Linked DNA regions of Mus musculus: regions 1, 2, 4 and 5 are each linked to region 3. A link is a contact called in public HiCAR-type, HiChIP or PLAC-seq and promoter capture Hi-C data. All regions are on one chromosome and are shown on one strand. The core of a region is the stretch at or near the end of the contact, and the rest is flanking DNA. Distances in the headings are between cores, read along the strand shown.

Region 1 (2,700 bases), core at 139-2,638, 2.1 Mb before region 3:
TAGACTCCCACTCTCTTGGGCTTCGGGTACCTCTAAGTAAAATCCTACCCCTACCCCACAAACACCCCTAAGGAAACCTTTTTGACTTTTTTCTTCCATGACTGTCCTACTGTTTAGGCTAAGTACTAGAGACTCAGATTATTGATGGCAGCAAAGCACTGTGGGTAAGAACACCACAGTGGCTGAGTTCTAATCTATACTTTGCCCCTTCCCAGGGCAAAATGCTTCATTTATCTGAGGTTTTCTTTTTAAGTATTTTTGTTTTAATTTTTTTTCTGTGCATTGGTGCTTTGCCTGCATCTATGTCTATGTGAGGGTGTCAGACCCCAGAACTGGAATTACAGATGTGAGCTGCCATGTGGTTGCTGGGAATTGAACCCGGGTTCTCTAGAAGAGCAACCAGTGCTCTTAACTCTGAGCCATCTCTCCAGTCCCTATTTATCTGAGCCTTCGTTCCAGCTTCTTTAAGTGGAGATAGTATCAGGCAGGGATGAGTACCCGCTGAGATAATTTGGATACAGCCCTGTTGTACAGTAGGTGTTATGCCTGTGTGTGACATCTAGCAGAGACACCAGCATCGTGACTTTTCCACACTCACTCAGGCTGTGGGCTGTGCAGTAGGCCAGTCTCTACTTGCAGTTAACAGTTTAGACACAGTAGGCTGCCACCCAACACCATGACCAGTGGGAACCTCACTATTTACAAAATAGAAAGGTGAACTCCAGGCTTTGTGGAGTACCTTGTTCAAGCCAGGCTAGATATATCCTCAAAGTTCTAGGGCTAGCTTGTCTCTACCACAGGGAAGCCAAACCAAGGTCCTCTGGACTCTTGGGACCCCAGATATTGAGATGGGGGAGTTATGGAGTGGGGATGACTTTCCAACTGCCACCAAAGAGAGTAGGGGTATAAGGAGGGGCCCTTATACCAGGGAAGCGGTCTACCGCTAAGTTACAATTCCCCAGCATTGGGAAACTGCCGCTTCAGTTCCCCTCATTGACAGGCAAGACAGGCCAGACAAGGGCCAGGGACACTCTTTGCAACTGAGGACTCTTATTACCAAGGACACGCCGCCAGTCTTGGGAAGCCTCTCTAAAAGGTTCTGGCATTCCTCTCTAGCTTCCTAGTCCTGGCTATCCAGGGAGCTCGCAGGGGAAGGGGCAGGAAGTGAAGCCAGCCTTCCCCTACTCTTTCCCTAGCTCCCTGTGGTCTCTGTCCCTTGACGTGAAAATGAGATAGAACAGAGTGGAAGAAAAACATATTTTGTTTTCCTATGGGCTAGGTTTCTACGTTGAAACTTCCCTCCCGAGGACCACTGAGACCCAGAAACGCCGCCTCTACCTGTACGCAGAGGTTCCACAGGTAAGGGTCCAGGTCCCGGCACTTCCGCTTTCTCTGAGACCCGGTGAGATCCGGTCTCCACTCCTTCCACCAACCAGGTGCGGCTCTCACTGTTCCCGGTCAGTCCAGGCTCCACCCTTCACTTCGAGAAGACCCCGCCCCCGTCCCGTGGTCCCACTCCAGGGCGCCCTTTTTCCTATGGGGAGCAACAGACTTCGGGGCTCTGACTCGTTCCCAGCCACACCCGTGGCCACACCAGCTGTCACGACAGGAGCACGAAAGACGTACGGACTTTAGAACCGCGTCTACCTACGTCCTGTTCCTTACTACCTGCCTCTGTGACCTTGAGCGAATCTCCCACGGATACCAGAGGAAAGCTACTTGTAAGATTTGACGGAGAACACGAATATCTTTGTCGAGGGCTTGGCGCTTGTATTTCCCATCCCGGGAACAGCGTTTCTTGATCCTCCACACCCCCTTTCTAGCCGAGGTCTAACTACCTATATGCTCACAGTTGGAATGTCTTATTTGCTCAGTTAATGTCAGTCTTGTTTGTTTTTGCATACTGACATCAAAACTCGGTGGTACACGCAAAGAGATCTACCACCGTTACACCACCCAGCTTCAACCGAGCTTGAACGCCTTTAAGAACGGACCACCTTCATACGCTCAGTGCTATTGCAAACCTGCTCAGTCATCTATCAGACACTTTAGCGAGTGGGCAGTGCGCTTAATACTACCACGGGCCAGCAGAGGGCAGATGGTGACCAGTCTTCTCACCCAATCACACTTTCTCACCACCCAACACTCTCAAGAGCAAGACAAGTGAGCAGATTTGTAGGCAATAAACCCAAGGGGCCAGCCAGGAATGACTTTGAATCCCTGACTCAGAGACCTCTCCGACTACCTGTATGGATGATCCCTGCAAACAAGATGTGCTGGAAAACATGAGACGCTGAAGGCGTTTGTTCGAAAAAGCACACACGGTCAGGCTTTGCCTAAAAGATGGCTCATTCAACCCAGCACGGTGGCGCACACCTTTATACCAACACTGGGAGGCAGGGGCAGGCAGATGCCAGAGTTTCAAGGTAAGATGTCCTTCAGAGGTAGTTCTGGGACAGCCAGGGAGACCCATAAAAACCCTGTCTGGAAAAAACAAAACTAACAGACAGACACACAAACAAAAATGGTTCAGCCAGTAAAGGTGCTTGCTTCTGAGTTGAATAACCGTAATCCACACTTACAAGGTATCTCGGGCAGGCTGTGAAGCCATCGTACACGCTGTATACACTCCAAATCAGTGGTTCTCAAACTTCCTAATGCTGTGACCTGATTCAGTTCCTCATGCTGTGGTGACCTCCA
Region 2 (2,700 bases), core at 197-2,696, 2.0 Mb before region 3:
TGGCAGCTGGCCTGGTACTGTCGATAGAGCTCCTATTTGGCTGCCTTCTCTTGCTAGGTTGGGGGTTGGGTAGCATTGAGCCTGCTACCTTTTTCTGTTGTGTGATGGAGGGGTATCATAACATGCCCAGCTGCATGTTGTTCCTGGGTTGTTAACCGTTATTCTTCCTTCCTCTGTCTTTCCAACATCCTTTGATTGCCTCTTGTGTTACTCCCATTGTACTTAGAGAGGTAGGTGAGAAGTGAGCTCATGGCTTATCCCTGTTGCCCAGCTCATGGCACTCGCTGTTCTGTTTAGTCACTCATCTTTTAGATAATAGGATTGTTTTCAACAGTTACAACTTTAAACTTCCTAAAGTGGATGAGGGACTTCTGGTGGAGGCTTTCCAACAGCCTCAGGGTCTGAAAAGCTTTCTTACAGGACAGACCCATGGAAGGCTGTTTCTTATCTGTCTTTCCCTTACCTGGCTGTTGATGTATTTTTCATGTCTGCTTTAGAAAGGCAGCCCCTTCCTTGTTCTTAAACTTGATGAATAATACAGTATGTTTTTATACCTCTAGCACAGTTAAGACAAATAAACTGTAGTTTTGTAGGGACTTTTCTTAGCTTTTTGATCAATGCCAAATCCCTGTTGACAGGGATTTTATTTTAAATTCAACTATGTAAATTTTACCCATCAGTTAACTGTAAGATATTTAATTTTTATCTGAGTATTTAAATTTATGAACTGAAAAATATTCTTATATATGAGTTTTTTACATTCTTTTCTTGCAAACAAAAGACTTGAGGTCACCTCAGTTCTTCCACAGTAAATATGCCTTTGAAAAATCAGAATAATTCCTAACATTGGAAGCCAGAGACTGTTTTATGTAGTTTACAATAGTAATTTTGCACAAATGATTTCAGGTTAAAATTGCATACTATTTATTCCCACCCATTTCCTTTATTGGCTGTGACACACAGGAATTACGCCCATTGCTTAACTAACCTTTCTGACCTTTTGTTACTTGGCTATAAATTGACTTGGGTCTTTTGCAAAAAAACACTTGGGGGGGGGGATCTTTTTGTTAGAACCCAGCCAATTCCTGCTTCAGTGCAGAACAGTTTGTTCTCTTGAAGGAATGAGCCAGTTCAGTGAGCAGAAAAACACAGCCATAAACTGGCATCAGCAGGGCCTGCAAAGATGATTGCCCATGGTCATTCCACAAAGCAAGGGACTCGCAAAAGAATGAGGTTTTGGAGAGAGAAATATGCTTTTGAGCTCCACTGACTTTAGGTAAATATAATTGACTTTCTAAAGTGAGTTGTGAACACATGAAAAGGGTTTTCTTCCTGTGCTCTGGTGGACATGAACATTTTAACTATTTAAACAGGAGTATAGTGGAATGCTCTTCTGCTGTTCCATTGTCCCCGTGACTGTGCTTGGGCATGAAGAGGTGCACTTCACCAGATCTGCCCAGCAGGGTGGGAGCAGCTTCTGCTCTGCATACAGACACTTACTGATTGATGGCACCTTGGAAGGCTTGAGTGCTGGCCCACCCTCCAAAGAAGACGCTGATGGCAGCTGATGAATTAGAAGAAAACATGAAACATTTTACACAATTGTGAGGCAGATATAATAATAGAAAACACACAAATCACAGTATTTGACAAAGTGATTGGTAGAAATGAGGGCATTTATAAGGGCTTTTTTTTTTTTTAGCTTTTTGATCAGTGTTGTTTAAGATTGTTAGGAGACTATTTAGGAGTTTGCTAGATGGAAGGGTCTCGTTGCTGCTTAGCTTATCCTGCAGTGTACTCAAGAAGCTTTCTTTCTTTAAAAAAAAAAAGTTTCTGGGAAAATATGGCTTTAAAGTTATGGAGTAATGAGACCCTCTGGAATTTAAGGTACTAGTAGAATTACACTTGGAACTAACGTTAAGAGTGGGGAAGGGAGCGAAACGAGCTGACTATAGACTGTGTGCTGTACATCTCAGTCATGGCATGAAACAGCCTAGAATGTCTTCTGTCGGCACTAGGGCTGAAGATATTCCAGAAACCAGAGATTGCCTTGGCAGAACAGGGTGAGGAAAAGTACATTTGAGCATAAAAAAGGCAGATTGAACCAAACTAAGGAAGGGCCATAATACCAGGCTGAAGTGGTTTCTGCATGAAGTCAGTAGAGATAGTGATCCGTGTCCTGGGAAGGCAGATAGGTTGTGACTTGGACGACCATATGGGAAGCACAGGTGCAGGTAGTGTAGGTCACTGAAGTCTCTGCAGCAAATAAGGAGAGGACACTGCTCAGGGATGACCTTGGTGGAGAAAGGAGGCAGGAGGCAAGAAGTCTCCTGAACTTTCAACATGCTGTCAAAGACTCATATACACACACTATCATGTCCACTGTAGTAGACTCAGTGCTGTTTCACTCCAATATTGTATCAGAGAAAGCCGAGGTTGGGGAGATTCCGTGTTTCCCCAAACCTAAGTATCCTGTACGAGGAAGCAGCTGAGTCAGAGTTGGAACCCAGGTTATCTGTCTTCAGACATAATGACATGCCCACTCTTGGAGAGGACCTGATGCAGCTGAGCAACCCAGTGTTTAACAAGCCTCAAAATGTATACATATTCTTTTGCATGCATTTATTTATGTAGTTGAGACAGAGCTACGTTCCTGATTGACCTAGAACTTCCTATATTGACCAGACTGGCCTCAAACTT
Region 3 (2,700 bases), core at 173-2,672:
GATTAACATGAATCCAGCCATAGCCATACTATTCCCTGAACAGCTTGGTCACCTACACTCTTATCCTCAAAGTCCTGCCTGTCAGGTACAGAACCAGCATCAGAACTTTGGCTTTGGCACTAGGAAGGCAGAGGCAGGAGGATTGCCTGAAATTGAAGCCTGTAAGTTCCAGGTAAGCCTGGGTTACAGTGACCTTGTCTTGCAGAGAGGAAAACAAAAAACAAAAGACAAAAACAGAACGCAAACTTGCTCCTAGACTTGGTGATGTCAACCTGATCCGCACCCTAACATATAGCGGTGCCAGGCCTACTAAGTCTTGACATGGTCTGAGGCTTTGCCCGTCATGTTCCAGGCAGTCAAAAGGTCTGGGAATGGAGCAGTGTTCACCAGCATGCAAACTTGTAGCCACACCCTCCCAAGTGGAGCCCTTTCTCCCTGATCTATGGCAGGCCAGACTCTATACTCCACCCCAGGCCAATCGGGCAGTCTGACACTAGCTAAGATAAAAACCCATTGTAACCAGTGGCTTATCTAAAGCACAAATATTTGCATTTTGGATCAATGCTACTTGGAACAGTCCCAGGCACTGTGGGTTAAAAATATCTCCCACCAGACTCACTCACAGAAGTGAAAGAGATAAACCGACTGCTCGAATTTATCTGTCTACAACATTAAGAAGCGTGGAAAAGTGGTAATTACAGATCTCCCCATGGTCTCCGGGTATCATCTTTTGGGTAAAACTAAGCTTTTACTTAGCTCCTGAAAGTGAGACCTAATGTCAGCTGACGTCCCTGGAATTCTGCAATCCACTTTGGTTTGAACTAACAGTCGCTCTGTTCCAGGGGTACCAATAACAGAAGTTGGAACTACGACATGACTCAATTTTCAGAAGGCCGATGCTCCTCCCCTACCCGCTGCCAGGGGGCCGCTCACCTCTCGGGCGGAGCGCAACTGCTGGCGCAGCGCATCCTTGCAGCCATACGGGCCTCCGGCGCCCGCGCCGCGGGGCTGGAAATGAGCCTCGACACGCGTGGCACCGCGGTAGGCACCCTGGTAGAAGGAAGGCCAGCCGAGCTCCAACGCCGGCGGTTCCAGGTCCGACTGCTCCGGAAAGTAGGTGCCCGACGAGCATTCGTGAGAGGAGCCGAACGAGTCCTCCGCTACCGCCGCCCCATCCTCGCCCGGCCGCTCGGCAGCGCCCAGAACCTCGCGCACCTCGTCGGCGTTGAGGAAGCGGCCCAGCCGCTCACGCCGTAAGAAGGCGGCCCAGGCGTCGGGACCACCGGCCAGCAGCTGCTCGAGAGCCAGACGCCGCGCCTCGCTGAACAGCTCCGTGGGGTTGGGCGGTCCGCACGGAGACAGGCAGGCCGCGGGAAGGTCGTCCAACAGCTCGAAGCGAGCAGCCATGGCAGTGCCCAGAACCGATCCACTTGTCTACGGTGGTAGTCTGAGTTTTTATAGGCATCTTTGAATCAAACCAGCCCGCTCTATTGGCTCGCCGCCCCGCCCCAGCAATCCCATTGGCTGGATGTCTCCCATGCGTACCAAAGGCTCTGCCCCCTCATTGCTATTGGTTGCTCCTGAGACAGAACCCGCCCACCCTCTGCTCTCACTGCCTGATGGCTGAGCGGAATTTAAATCTGACTTTACCCCGCCCTAGCGGCTCCAGAACCCTGCCAACCCGGGACATAGCCCCGCACTGTCCGAGCACGCCCCCTGCCGAGTGCCCTATAACATGGTGCTTCAAGGACTCGGACTAGGGGTAGGACTTGCTCCTGGACATGCTTATTTTGGTGTGATCAGCCTCATTGCCACTCCACCCTGCATCTAATCATTAACTTATCAATACAGAGAGCAAGTGAGAAGGAGAGAAGGACAGAGGGACGGAGGGAGGGGGAGGGAGAAGGAAGGGAAAAGATGGGGAGGAAGAGAGACAAAGAGACAGAGATAGAGCCTGGAGTGGTGGTTCATCAGTTAAGAGCACTTCCAGAGGATCTGGGTTTAGCACTGTCTCCCCTGGCAACCTCTAACCACCTATAATGCTTCCAGGGAATCTGATGATGCCCTTTCTGGTATCCACGGACACTGTATGCATACGTAGCACACAAACATACACATTAAATAAAAATAAATAAATGTCTTTTTTTCTCAGTGGTGCAGAGCTGGGGGTGGTGGCACACTCCCAGCACATGGGAGGTTAGGGTAGGAGAATCTGGAGTTCGAAGCCATCTTATTCTGTGTCAATCCTAAGAGAGGTCACAGAAGACCTTGCAAACATACACATATATATCTATATACATATACACATACATATATGCTCATACATATACATCTATATACTAATCCACTGTGGTATCTACTTCTTCGCTTAAAGGTCTCTCTCACTCTCTCTCTCTCTCCCTTTCTCATATCTTGTAGCGAAGGATGACCTTGGCTTTCTAACCCCCTGCCTCTACCTCTGTAAACTTAAAACAAACCAGTACTGCTGTGAGGATCTCCTCCCTCTCTTCATCCTTCCCTGGTTCCAGCCTTCTCAGGGAAGTTATTCAAGCCCAAAGGCAAGAGCTTCCTGTGTCCCCACTCTGGCATCCAGGATGCAGAAGACTACCTTCCTCTATCAAATCGAACCAGCTCTTGCATGTAATAAGGACAGGGGCCAGGCCTGAGGCTGTACAGTCACACAGTGTCTTTGCCTCTGTT
Region 4 (2,700 bases), core at 12-2,511, 2.1 Mb before region 3:
ATCTGAAACCTCAAAGTCTGTCTGAATGACACATTTCCTCTAGCAGGGTCACACCTCCTAATAGTGCCATTCCCTATGAGCCTGTGGGTGCCATTTTTATTCAACCTGCCATAACATCAGATGTCCTCTTTTGTACATCTTGCAGCATTACTTAAACATGCACACTCCCCATACACATAATTTTAAAAATATATCTTTAGAAAACAACAACCTCCAAACAGGACTGGTAGTATCTGGCTAATTGTACCTATGTCAGTGTAGTTTTTCCAAATACTGTCCTAACCAGATAAGACTAGTCTTTTGTAGGCTAATTTCTGTCTATGAACCTCTATGTGTTGTTCTTCAGCAAATTTTGAAAATCTTCAGTTCTTTTGTCTTAATTTGTAACTAGCATATAGTTAAACTGTGTGCAACTATTGTGGGCCAGTCACTTTTCTAGATAACAGGGATGATGCTACTGTGTAAAAGTCACCACCATAATGGAGATCTCAAATCCATAAATAATAGGGTCTAGAGTTACAGTCAAATTGAAATTTAAAAAACAAAAGTGTTTGCGTCACTCTAAATTCGAATTTAAGTGCTGTTGTTGCTAGCTTTAGTTCTTCACAAGTACCCATGATTGCTTAATGACTTAATGTTGACTTCTCATAGGTAGCTTGATCTAAGAGGGAAAGAAAACACCTGAGACGGAAGCCAGAGCCCCTCTATAACCTTGTTTTGGAAATGACGCTCCAGCACATCTGCTGTATTTGTTAGAAGTGAGTCAGTAAACTGGCCCACATTGCAGCAGAGGAGGTTACCCAAGGGCATGAATACCAGGAGGCAAAGATCATTAGTGACCATCTCAGAGTGTGCCTAACACAGAGAGTGAGACATAAGCAACTTTAACATATCACTTAAATGTTTTCAGTTATAAGTGGCAAATTTGTGGTAATGGAAATTATTGCTTTCTTTTTGTTTTATTCTATTTAATTTAAAAGACTTTACAAATATGCAAAAAAGAACATTATAAACATTGGCTATTATTCTGATGCCATTGTAGATTTTTCTTACCTGTATCAATGTTAGGACTGAATTGTTAGCTAATACCAACTTGTACCAATGGTTAACCCTGATGAGCTTTTACCCTGGTAGGTAGACTTTATGCATTTACTAAGTATTATCTTACGTAATCCTCAGGAACTCTCTGAGATAGACACCACTACTGTTTCTGTTCTACAAATGAAAACGCTTACATTGTGAATTTCTGATGGTGGCACAGGCAGTGTCACCAGCTAGTGGGCAGCACAGAGTAAGAGGAGGACAGGCTGGAGCTCACACATCCAACTGTAGCACTATTTTTGTCTTCTTTGATAGAATTATTCAAGTGCTAAATTAACCCAGGATTCCCTGGGAAATAATTTGATGATGTTTACTTACTAAATTTAGTATCATCTTGTTAGTGGGTGAGTTCCCCCTTTTACTTTTTAAATGAGGAAACCAAGGCTTAGGCAGATGAGCTGCCTGTCTGTGGTTATGCAACAACCTTAGGTGTTGGCGACAGCAGCATCCAAGAGTCAGGTTCCTGATACTAATATTAGCATTATTTCCTTTAAAATCTAAGTATTTAGCTACAAAGAAGATCAAGGTTTTAGTAGAATAGCTTAGGAAAATAAATGTTTTGTCTTGAACTGCTCAATCTGTTAGCTGGGATTCATAATTAGCTAATTTTATTTAATTATTTTCCTTTTATTGTTTTGTTGTTGTTTTGAGACAGAGTCTCACTGTGTAGCTCTGACTGGCCTAGAATTCACTCTATACAAGGCTGGCCTGGAACTCAAAAAGATCTGCCTGTCTCCACCATGCTTGACTAAAATACTTTATATTTTTAACTATAATTTCTGAGGAAAATATATATTTTAACTTCCATAACAAAATACAAAGGACCTCTAGATACCATTAAGGAAAACTATAGTATATAAACATTTCAGTAACACTAAATTATATATAATGTGCATGCAAAAACTTTATTGAAAGTGGAACAGCTAAAAGGCACTCCATAATTGAGTTTGAGGTTTTACATTTTATGTACATGTACACAGTTTATATGAAGATAACTGATGAAGTCATCTTTCATATGTGAATGTCTCATTTATAGTTCTCTGCATCACACTTTTATAATTCAAAGAATGCTATAATATTTCAAAACAAATTGGTAAGCGTTTCCCTTACAAGAAACTAAAAATGGAATAGTTCTGGAACAACTGAGTTACAGTTTTTTCAGTCACATAAATGTGTGTCCCAGTGCTGTTTTTCAAAGCCAGAGGACAAACATTCTAATTGTGGAGTTAGAAAACAAGAGGAGCACGGTCACCTGACTGTACTTGTTTGGTAAGAAGTGAAGCACAATTATTTTAAAAATACTTCTGTAAGTTTCTTCTTTCTCATTTTGGGCATAACAGTGGGCTTTATTGATAGTATATACAAGAGTGGGGCTACCTAAGCCCTTCCCCTTCTTCTGAGGATCTCAGGTACAAAGACTGAGAACAATGTTCAGTGTGTTGGGGAGCTGAGTGAGGCAGGGATTTCCTAGCAGCTGAGAGCCTCCCTCTTCCTCTCATGTAGAAAACAAAATGCATAGAGTTTGAAGACTGCAGTCTTGGTGAGAAAGGCTGTTTCTTTGAGCAGCTGTAACTGAATAGCCAACATGTTAAAGAAAAT
Region 5 (2,700 bases), core at 90-2,589, 2.3 Mb before region 3:
CTAAACAATTCTGACAAACTGCTCTTGGAGTCATCAGACTCAGATCATTCCTGCTTTAATTAAGATAAAGTGAGCTTTTAAAGTCAGAGTCCAGCCAGTTTTGGACTTTTTTTTCTTCTTCTTTTATTTAAGTATTCACTGGGGAAACACTCCAGATGGGACAGGCAGGAGTGAAGAGGAAAAGTGATCACCAGGTCCCAGAGTAGGGAGGATGCTATGAGGAATATTTAGCTAGGCAGGATAGGCTCTAAATTCCTCCTTGCCCTAATTGTTCCTCCCCCATCTCTGGTCTGATGTCCTTCCTCCCGCCATCTGTTTTCTTTATGGCATTTATCACTACCTGCCTCTGTGTTCATTTATTTATTTTATTTATTGCTTTTCCTTTGCCTGTTCGGTGAGTGCAAGGGCTTTGTCCTATTGACCGCTACATCCTCCGTCTCAGATCAATGTCAGGTATTTAGTGGGCACTTAAAAATTAGCTGCTAAAAAACGAATTACGGAAGACAACAATTGGTTGAATCTCTGTCATATGCTAGGCCCTGTCCTTGAGGATGCTACAAGGATGGTAGTGGAGATAGGCCCGAAAATAAACACACCATGGTTCCACTCCTGATGTTACTGAAGCATATCCAATGCGCTGCAGGATCCTCAGGGCTGGAAAACTCCCGGGGTGTGCAGGGCCCTGGGAAGACGTTCCTAGTATGCTAGGGAGCCAGGCGGATCTGCAGTATAAGCAGCTGGAGACTGACGACCCGGCTCCTCGCTTCCCTCGGCCTCTCAGCATCTTCTTTTTCCTGTCCGTTGGGACCTTCACCTCTCCTCGAGTGCGCGTTGCAGGATCTGGGCGCCGGCGGGGCGCTCACGTCGTGGGACCCCAGTACATCTTCTCCCACCTCCGGAGAGCCAATCCCGGGTTTTCCAGCTTGCTTGCCCACTACCTGCGAGACCTCCACCTGCAGGTTGAGCCCCAGCCGCGGGCCAGCGCCCAGGTCCTCGCCCCCTGCTTGCAAAACAGAGCGCAGCACCCCGCCCCGCCCCCTCCGCCTGCGGGACCCCAGCCCCGCCCCGCCCCCGCGGCCCGGCCGCTTCATTCCGGGGGGGCGGGCCGGGAGCTGCGCTGTCTGCAAGGCGGGGAGATCTAGGCTGGGAGGCGGAGCGGCTCCGACATCGACCAATCACCGCTGCGATCACATCCATGCAAATACGAGCACAATGGAGCAAGCCCATCACTCGCTCCTGCAAGCAAGCTTGAAACGGGCTTCTGTCTGATCGGCAGCCCACACGACCAATGAACCTGTGTTTTGGGCAGGCGAAACCCAATAGCGCGGCAGGGAAGGCGGGCCCAAGCTGGGTTAGGGTGTCCTTGCAGGGTGTCTGAGCTAAACTTCACCAAATAATAGCTGTTTGTATTTTGGCTGCTGCAGGAGCCATTTTAGGTAAGTTCTTCTCTTAACTTTTTATTTTCCTGCCTGGCCCCGACAAGCTGGGCTTGCCCGCGGGGACCCTGTCTCCGCCCCGCTGGCCGGGATGGGGCTGCCCTATGAATGGAGCGGGGCTGAGGGGCCGCGGCGGCGCGAGGCCCGGCCGGGCAGGGGTCCGAGCGCGGCCGCGGGCGTTCGGCCAGGCCGAGGGCCCCGAGGCCTGAGGCGAGGGGTTTGGCGTCCGCCCCTCCCGGCTGCCGCGCGCTCTGGCCGCCCGCCCTCCGTCCTTGGGAGAGCGCCACTGCGGGGCCACGCGCCCAGGCTTGGGGTCCTGCTTCAGACCCCAAGCGCGGGCCTTTGCGGCGGGGCGGGGCCTGCCAAGGCTTCCCAGGGGACCCCGGCGGCCCACGGCGCGTGAGGGCCACCCCCGCGCCCGCCAGCCGCTACCGCCCCCGCGGAGAAGTTGCTCCGCTCCGCGTCCTGCGTCTGTTTGCAGGGGTGGAGGAGGGTGGGCCGGTGCCAGGCTGCTGCTCCGGGAGGGGGCGGGGGCCCCGGCGCGTCCCCGGGTCGCGCGCCCCTCCGGCCGGCTCCTCACGCACTAACGCGCACTCGCCCCCGAAAATTTGAGCCCTCAAGACTCCAAGCCACCAAGCTACCCCGCTGCCAAGTTTGGTGCGTTATTAGATTGCATGTTAGAGCTTGCAAAGAAATTAGAGAGAGGGAATATGAAAAAAAAAAAAAGAAAAAAATCTGTTTCCTTCAGGGTATTTATTTCTCTTCTCTGTTGAGAAGTAACGGAGGAATGTCCTTCCTAAAATTTCCAGGGACCATGCCTGTCAGATGTGGAGAGGGGTTGGCAGCTCCTTGGGTTTTAAAACGAGGTTATTAGGAAATCCCCGCACTAGTGAGATAATTGAAATGTGAGTTTGTTTGCAGCTTCAGTTTTATTTGATCCAATTAAAAATGCATAAGCATGCACTTTATATTTGTGTACATAGAGTATTCCTAGTTTCAGTTATGACTAATATGACTGTGGTTTCACGAGTGTGGGATCTAATAAGGCAGTATAATTCAATTTTGAGCTCGTAGGCCCGTGTTCTCCAAATTAGGCTTTATAGACCATTAGTAATCTGGCCAAGGTTTCTAGAGAGTCTCTGGCATCTCTGAGCATCTTTCTCCGGGGCTTGTTTGTGCCTTTTTTGCCACCCCTCAAGAAACTGTTCATTTCTGCTGTAACAGATCCATGAACAGAGAAAATAGATATTTTAAATATTGACAG

What was found. Promoter capture Hi-C pulls out the DNA fragments that hold promoters and counts their contacts. HiCAR-type assays count read pairs that join an accessible place to other places. HiChIP or PLAC-seq counts read pairs in DNA pulled down with a chosen protein or histone mark.
Region 1: an H3K4me3 HiChIP or PLAC-seq map of embryonic limb bud shows a contact between it and region 3, with 13 times the contacts expected there. The contact joins the promoter of Lpin3 here to the promoter of Fam83d in region 3. A contact is called at or near these places in 10 of 39 promoter capture datasets (the 3T3-L1 cell line, cranial neural crest, embryonic stem cells and 7 more), 3 of 115 datasets of contacts at active chromatin or transcription factors (astrocytes, embryonic limb bud and forebrain) and 2 of 9 other capture datasets (adipose tissue and macrophages).
Region 2: a contact with region 3 is called in a HiCAR-type map of astrocytes, with 6 times the contacts expected there. The contact joins the enhancer-like site here to the promoter of Fam83d in region 3. A contact is called at or near these places in 1 of 39 promoter capture datasets (cranial neural crest) and 5 of 115 datasets of contacts at active chromatin or transcription factors (astrocytes, embryonic stem cells, large pre-B cells and 1 more).
Region 4: a contact with region 3 is called in a HiCAR-type map of fibro-adipogenic progenitors, with 9 times the contacts expected there. The contact joins the enhancer-like site here to the promoter of Fam83d in region 3. A contact is called at or near these places in 4 of 39 promoter capture datasets (the C10 cell line, cranial neural crest, hippocampal neurons and 1 more) and 2 of 115 datasets of contacts at active chromatin or transcription factors (fibro-adipogenic progenitors and large pre-B cells).
Region 5: a contact with region 3 is called in a promoter capture Hi-C map of pre-B cells, with 6 times the contacts expected there. The contact joins the promoter of Chd6 here to the promoter of Fam83d in region 3. A contact is called at or near these places in 6 of 39 promoter capture datasets (the 3T3-L1 cell line, the C10 cell line, cranial neural crest and 2 more), 3 of 115 datasets of contacts at active chromatin or transcription factors (astrocytes, embryonic forebrain and large pre-B cells) and 2 of 9 other capture datasets (adipose tissue and macrophages).

Annotation. Positions count from the first base shown.
Region 1 is chr2:160,886,856-160,889,555 of GRCm38.p6, reverse strand. It overlaps Lpin3 (lipin 3), which reads right to left and starts at 1,388. Exons shown (of 20, transcript NM_001199118.1): 1 at 1,339-1,388.
Region 2 is chr2:160,803,722-160,806,421 of GRCm38.p6, reverse strand. The region is part of intron 2 of Zhx3 (zinc fingers and homeoboxes 3); the gene reads left to right. Among named protein-coding and RNA genes, the nearest start is that of Zhx3, 68 kb to the left of the region's middle. Within about 2 kb of position 1,446, at least 39 of the 459 cell types and tissues checked have an H3K27ac peak or open chromatin away from gene starts, as enhancers often do. A contact at or near this core is called in astrocytes and stem cell-derived neural progenitor cells, where this site is marked.
Region 3 is chr2:158,766,821-158,769,520 of GRCm38.p6, reverse strand. Fam83d (family with sequence similarity 83, member D) reads right to left here and starts at 1,422. Exons shown (of 4, transcript NM_027975.2): 1 at 934-1,422. The coding sequence starts at 1,407.
Region 4 is chr2:160,848,617-160,851,316 of GRCm38.p6, reverse strand. All of the region lies in intron 1 of Zhx3 (zinc fingers and homeoboxes 3), which reads left to right. Among named protein-coding and RNA genes, the nearest start is that of Zhx3, 23 kb to the left of the region's middle. Within about 2 kb of position 1,261, at least 15 of the 459 cell types and tissues checked have an H3K27ac peak or open chromatin away from gene starts, as enhancers often do. A contact at or near this core is called in fibro-adipogenic progenitors, where this site is marked.
Region 5 is chr2:161,107,725-161,110,424 of GRCm38.p6, reverse strand. It overlaps Chd6 (chromodomain helicase DNA binding protein 6), which reads left to right and starts at 1,339. Exons shown (of 37, transcript NM_173368.3): 1 at 1,339-1,436.